Regions from separate parts of the Mus musculus genome. Here region 1 is linked to region 2. A link is a contact called in public HiChIP or PLAC-seq data. All regions are on one chromosome and are shown on one strand. Each heading gives the region's core, a stretch centred on a gene start, on an enhancer-like site or on the middle of the called end of the contact. The rest is flanking DNA. Distances are from core to core; before and after follow the strand shown.

What was found. HiChIP or PLAC-seq counts read pairs in DNA pulled down with a chosen protein or histone mark.
Region 1: an H3K27ac HiChIP or PLAC-seq map of embryonic stem cells shows a contact between it and region 2, with 10 read pairs. The contact joins two enhancer-like sites. A contact is called at or near these places in 1 of 484 Hi-C or Micro-C datasets (embryonic stem cells), 4 of 115 datasets of contacts at active chromatin or transcription factors (bone marrow-derived dendritic cells and embryonic stem cells) and 3 of 9 other capture datasets (adipose tissue, liver and pancreatic islet).

What each region holds. Positions count from the first base shown.
Region 1 is chr4:117,379,126-117,382,410 of GRCm38.p6, forward strand. The region is part of intron 2 of Rnf220 (ring finger protein 220); the gene reads right to left. Among named protein-coding and RNA genes, the nearest start is that of Gm40231, 61 kb to the left of the region's middle. Within about 2 kb of position 1,551, at least 20 of the 459 cell types and tissues checked have an H3K27ac peak or open chromatin away from gene starts, as enhancers often do. A contact at or near this core is called in embryonic stem cells, where this site is marked.
Region 2 is chr4:117,271,993-117,274,981 of GRCm38.p6, forward strand. It overlaps Rnf220 (ring finger protein 220), which reads right to left. Exons shown (of 15, transcript NM_025739.3): 13 at 1,255-1,363; 14 at 1,061-1,135; 15 at 1-383. The coding sequence ends at 312. Among named protein-coding and RNA genes, the nearest start is that of Gm12843, 16 kb to the right of the region's middle. Within about 2 kb of position 1,524, at least 35 of the 459 cell types and tissues checked have an H3K27ac peak or open chromatin away from gene starts, as enhancers often do. A contact at or near this core is called in embryonic stem cells, where this site is marked.

The DNA.
Region 1 (3,285 bases), core at 301-2,800, 110 kb after region 2:
GTGGGGCAAAAAATGATGACAAATTCTAGAAGTTTAGACTGGATGAGTTATGCTTTGAGAAGACTTCACGGGAAGGAATTCCATATGAATTTACAAGTGTGAGGACATGAGTTCCTATCCCATGAACCACACAAAGCAGATGGGGGAGTAGTCACCTGTGATCTCAGCACTGAGGAGATGGGAGGTAGAGATGGGCAACACCTGGAAGCTCACTGGACAGCCGACCTGGTATACACAGCAGCAAACAAGAGTCCCTTTTTCAAACAGGCGGAAGGTGGGACCCACACCTGTCTTTTAATCTCTACATAGGAGCGATTGTGTGCGCACTCATGCACACGCACACGCATACACATGCATACACGTATGTGTACAAGTACACATAAGATAAAGACCCGCTGTGCATCATGGCTGGGTCTCACTGCTACTTGCAGGACTTGTGCATGGTGTGTACACATAAGATCAAAAAGAAAAACGCAGAAAAGGGAAATTTTTCTTTTAGTTTGGTGACTGGAAGTGGAACTGGGCTCCCAGCATGGTCATTGGGTATGTTCAGATCAAGGCTTGAAGACCTGTTTGACCACTATCAAATTTGAAGGTCTGATGTAGGAAGGGATTGGTTGTAGACCAAGCAACCATGCAAGGGAGTCTCTTTCTCTCTCTCTCTCTCTCTCTCTCTCTCTCTCTCTCTCTCTCTCTCTGTATACCAAGGGATAGATGGGAGAGAGAGATAAAGGGGAAGGCAGGACAGAGCTAGTGAGATAAACACTGTCATGGGCCGTTTCTATCATGTACTCACAAGAGCATAATAAAGCCCTTGTAATATACTAGAACTTGTGTGGTCCCGGGGCCTCATTTGCATACTAATTACTGAGTGCAAATGGGACCGAGGGGTAGGGAGGAAGGGTGGGGGAGGCATGCAGGGAGCGAGGGGCCTGGACTGTTTGCTCTGCCATTTCATATCATGCTAACAAGCTAATCCGGCGTGCAGTTAGCTCCTGATATATAACTGCTCATTAGTATTATAATAAAGTACATGAAACAACCATAAAACGTTATATACTGCACAAGTGTTGTTTTCTTGCCAATTATCTGCAGGCGGATTTATCACCACAGTTGTTTCGAATTCCCCTTGGTGAGGTTTGGGCGGAATAAAGAAAGGTGTTGGTGGCGGCGGCAGCAGAGGGGGGCCTTTTTGAGGGGCAGACCATGTGTTTTCTTAAGTAGCACTTACTGATGCGCCATTTCATGAGAGTGAAGCTACAGAGATCCATCCTTCCCATCTCCACAGTCTAGCAGCTCCAGAGAAAGGAGGAGAGAGAGAGCTGAGGCTTGCAGGCCCATGGCTTTTGGGGTGACTCAGAACCCCCGGGTGCAGAGTCTGTGTCTATTTAGTGGGGTCTTACAGAGCCACATGGAAGGTGCCTGCCTGTTCAGGAGCAGAGCTCAGAATAGCTTTACTCCTGCAGCTTTCTCCCTATAGTGCGCCCATGGTGATCTCTACCCCGGGCTCTGGTGTCTCCACCCAAGGCTTCCTGGAGATCAGCAGGTCCTTGGAGACTCCTGTTTGACCTCTGTAGTCTCAGGGCCATCCAGACACACCCAGCAAGTGAGAGATCTGACTTTACCTCCCTGGCTAATATAAGACAGGCCTTCCCTGGGCTTTCCTGGGATAGGAAAAGGCTTCGGGGCCCCCGCTGTGCATCATGGCTGGGTCTCACTGCAACTGCGCAAAGCAGGACTTGTGCATGGTGTGTCACAACCTCATGGGAAGGACTCATGCACAAGGAAAACCACTAGTTCCCACAGCCTGTCAGGAATCGGTTGTGGGACCCAAGAAGCCAGTTCTTCAAAGGCTGCTCCTGATTGGAAGTCTCACCCAGGCCCTGTACAGCCGGCCTTCCTCATCTGCAAGGGACCCTCACCTTTGGTAAGTGGTGGATCTTACTAGGAGCTGAATGGACACAGTCAGTGACACAAGGCTTTGTGCTGTGTCAGGGATAGGAGTGGGGATCAGAAAACAGGCTAACCTTAAGGGCTGAGGATCAACCTCTGAGAGTCATCTGCCTCTTAGTGAGCCAGGATAGATCTCCTTATTCACAAGTGACAGCCACATTTTAAGACCATTTTGTCTTGGACTCTGAGCTCCTTGCAAGCACCCTCATAGTAAACGCATTTCCCAGAAGAACCCACCTCCTCCAGGGACGGTGCACCTAAGAATAGAGGGGATACACAGTACCCTAAGCTTGGCTACTCTTCAGTTGTCCTTGGTCACATACCACCTGCTCAACCCAATTGCTTTTTTCCATCTTTGAATAACTAAAAAAGCCTCACATCTAAAATATTTAGTGTATTTCTATCCCAGATATGTTTCTTTGTTGCCTTAGCTCTTTATATCTTTTAAATTAAAGTAATTAATTGATCTTTTTTTTTTTTTTTGAGACTGGGTTTCACTCTATAACCAAAGCTGGCCTGAACTCAATCTTCCTATTCTCAAGTGCCGGGATGACAGTTGTGTGTTAATATCATTACACCTGCCTCACACACTATGTGTGCTTGAGTGTGTAGGATAGGGAAGGTTCTTAGATAGCTCCCGGTAGCCTCAAATTCCCTATGTAGGTGAGGGTGGACTTGAACTTCCGATCCTTCTGCCTCCCTGAGGGCTGGGATCACACAGGGATTGAGCCAGGGTTTGTGCACGTTAGACCAGCACATCGCCAACCAAGCTACATCCCCAGGTTTCTCTACACTTTAGAGTCTACCCGTCCACATCCAACCACAGATGTCCACAGAGGTGACCATTTGACTGTGGAGCTTTGACACTCAGGATTTAGGCTGATGATGACAGTTCTCTCCTACTTACAATTGCAAATTTTATGACTGAGTCATTCCGAAGGCACCGTGATGACAACGGTGATAAGGAAGTATTCCATATTTGGTGATCTCGAGTCCAAACAGAGAAGCGGTTGGGGGTGATTCACATTCCGACAGAGCGCACAGTGACCTCTGGCTTCAGCCTCCTCTCCTGTACCATGGCTTGTACTTCACCACACACAGCTGGGTCTAGTTTCATTCACCAGACTCTCATCTCTTTGCTTTGGCTCATTCTGATCCTTCCACTGGAACACAAACTCCCCTTCTCAGATGTCATCTTTTCAACTGGCTTGGGCATAATTCTTCTACAGGGGGTTTTGTTGACACTCCAGTCCCAGTATGATCTAAGAGACCTTTTATCCACCCAAAGTACCCTGTACTTACCTCTATATTGTTGTCAGTGGCTTTTCAGAG
Region 2 (2,989 bases), core at 274-2,773:
AGTCTGGTGTTTGTGTGTCTGTCGGTCAGTCAGTCTAGGGGATGGATCTCAGGAGCCGAGCCGTGCCCTGCTATGCTTCCCAAACCATCCTGGAAGCAGAGCCCAAAGAGGCATGGTCCCCAAGTTCAGAAGAACAAGCAGGCAGGGCTGTCCCACTGCGGCTCCAGAGTCCTCTATGTGTGTTTGGGTGTGTATGTGCATGTATGTACAAGGGGAACCTGTGTGAGAGTATGTACAAGGGGAGAGGGAGTCACTGTCACAGAGGCTGGGCAGGGGCGTTGCTCGAGGCAAGGCCTGCCTAGACAGCTAGCTCATAAGTAGATCCTCCGCAGGTCTCCGGGGGCTGTGATGGTGTTGCACTGAGGGCAGAGCTTCTTGGCACCCTGAAGAGAGAAGAAAGGGGAGGGCTCAGAACGGCATGCCATGTTTGTACACATGGGCACCAGGCCTGCAGCCATTTTTTCCCGCATCAGTTTGTGCTGGGCCCTCATTCTTGTCAGCCAGGCTAGGGATGCATGGGTTGCTTCTGAGCAGGCAGACATGCTCCTGTGTTGGGGAGACGCCAGGATCAAACCGCCTGGCCGGCCCCACAGCAGGAGCCCGGGTAATGAGAACAAGGCTGGGTCCAGCTGTGGCTGCCTGGCCCTAACGAGATTACATGCGGCCTTTGATCAGGACACAGAGCCCACGTCCGGGCCTTTTATTGCTGTCTCCGGGCGACATTTTAATGGCTGCTCCCGAGTTAAGAACAGGGCAGGAGCAGAAGGAGCTTAGTAATGGGAGGGGGAGGGGCAGAGGCCCTCCTCGTCTGGCTTATCCACTCACTACCAGCATCTTTCTGACAGGGGTGGGAAGGAGGGCACCTGCAGTGAGTGCGTGGAGGGTAGAACTGAATAAACCTTCAATGAGGGTGCAGACAACACATTCAACTTGGGGGTGAATTCCTGACTTCAGGCTGTTCCTTGCCTCCCCCAAGCAGGTGCAATCAGAATGTGAACATCTGGACAGTGCCACTAACAGCTGCCCACCCACTCAGTCTAACGCCACCTCGCCACCTCACCAGAGTCCGCAGCCAACACTCTTCACAGTGCACATGCCAACACTGGATCGACGTCAGAGGCATCGAGTAAGAGTCCTAGGGAGGAGGTGGGCAGAGAAAGGGTCGCTGAAGTATGCTCACCCTCTGAAGGCCGCTTTCTAAGCCCACAGGGCACTGAGCTGACCGAGAGCACGCCTTGACTCCTTCCTACTTACCATGCAGATGAGGCATTTGTATCGGTCCCCCCGAGATAGCTGCCGTTCAAGCTCCCGGACCCGAGCCTTCAGAGCCTCAAATGTAGTTACAGCTGACTCTTCGGTGATTCTGTAAAGACAACACACAGGGTAGGAGGGTGGAGGTAGAACCTTAGACCCAGAATCCCACGGAGAATCTCTTCTCAACATCTCCACTTGCCAACCACTCCCAGGGGAGAGCTAGGATCCGCCCTTGCACATCACCTGATCAGTATCTAAGGCAGGTGCTTGGCAACAGCCAGCAACCTACTGGTCTTCAATCAGCCTGTTTTCAGTCGGCTCTTAACACACCACTACGCTGGGGCCTTTATGGATTTCTTTGGTTTTTTTGTTTTTTCTTTTTAAAGATTGGTCTAACTGGCCAGGTGGTGGCAGCGCATGTCTTTAATCCCAGCACTTGGGAGACAGAGGCAGGCAGATCTCTACGAGTTTGAGGCCAGCTTGGTTAACAGAGACAGCTCCAGGACAACCAGGGCTCTGTTACACTGAGAAACTGTGTCTCGAAAACAAACAAAACAAAAAACCCACAAAAACCAACAAAACAAACACAAAATCAAAACCCTGGTCTCCTAGATATGGTGGTACATGTCTTTGATCTCTGTGGGTTTTAAATGGTCTACAAGGGAGTCCCAGGACAACAACCAAAGCTACACGGTGACACCCTGTCCCCAAATAAAACAAACAAAAAACAACTCCAAACAGCCCAGGCTGACCTCAACCCCTCGTCTAGTCTACAGGGGTAGTTCCAGGACAGCCAGGACTATACAAAGAAACTCTATCTTGAACAACAAAGAAAACAAAATTTAATTTTAAGCACATAGGTGTTGTGCCTGTGGAGTCCAGAAGAGGGCATCAGGATCCCTTGCAACTGGAGTTACACATGGTTCTGAGCTGCCAGGTAGGTGCTGGGAACTGAACCCCAGTCCTCAGAGCAGCCAGTGCGCTCCACACATTGGGCTCTCTGGGCCCCCCATTTTTTTAGATGAACATATAAAGTTTAAGATTTTATCATGGCATTTTTAAAAAGTACGTCCTGCCCTTCCTTCTGAGTGCTGGGAGTCTATCTAGGGCTTTTAATATTGGAAGGCATTTGTCCAACTGAGCTGCACCCCCTGCTCCTCATCCTTATGGTTTCTAGGGATCACTTTACTAACATAAACTCAGCAAGAGTTCCCTCAAGGCAGAGGCTCACTTGCCTAAACACATTATCAGTGACTATTTACTAGTGACATAAGTCCTAAGTGGGACACATGAGCATGAGAAAACATGCCGGTCTTCTTTTAGGGAAAGAAGAGATGCAGGCACAGCATGAACAAGGAGTACTTAGCACCGGTGAACAAGGAGTACTTAGCACCTTTCCAAGGACCCTCCCAACCCTCCAAACCGCAGGAGAACAAGCAATGGTACTGGGAATGTGCCCTAGGAAATGACAATGCTAAACAAACAGCTAAAATCTACTAAGTACTTATTAACTGCCGGGCTTCTTACCAATTATTTAGACTTCCCAAAACCCTGTGAGAAGATGCTCGCCTTACATGTGAAGAACTGAGGTAGCCTGCCCAGGCTGTGGCAGACCAAGTCCATACTGCTTACAAGGAGATGTGGCTCCAGGCCAAGGAAAGCTAGAACAAATGACAAGCAGCCCACGAGCCCTAGCAGGCTAGTGGCAAGCAAGCACAGAGTGAAGCCACTCCTC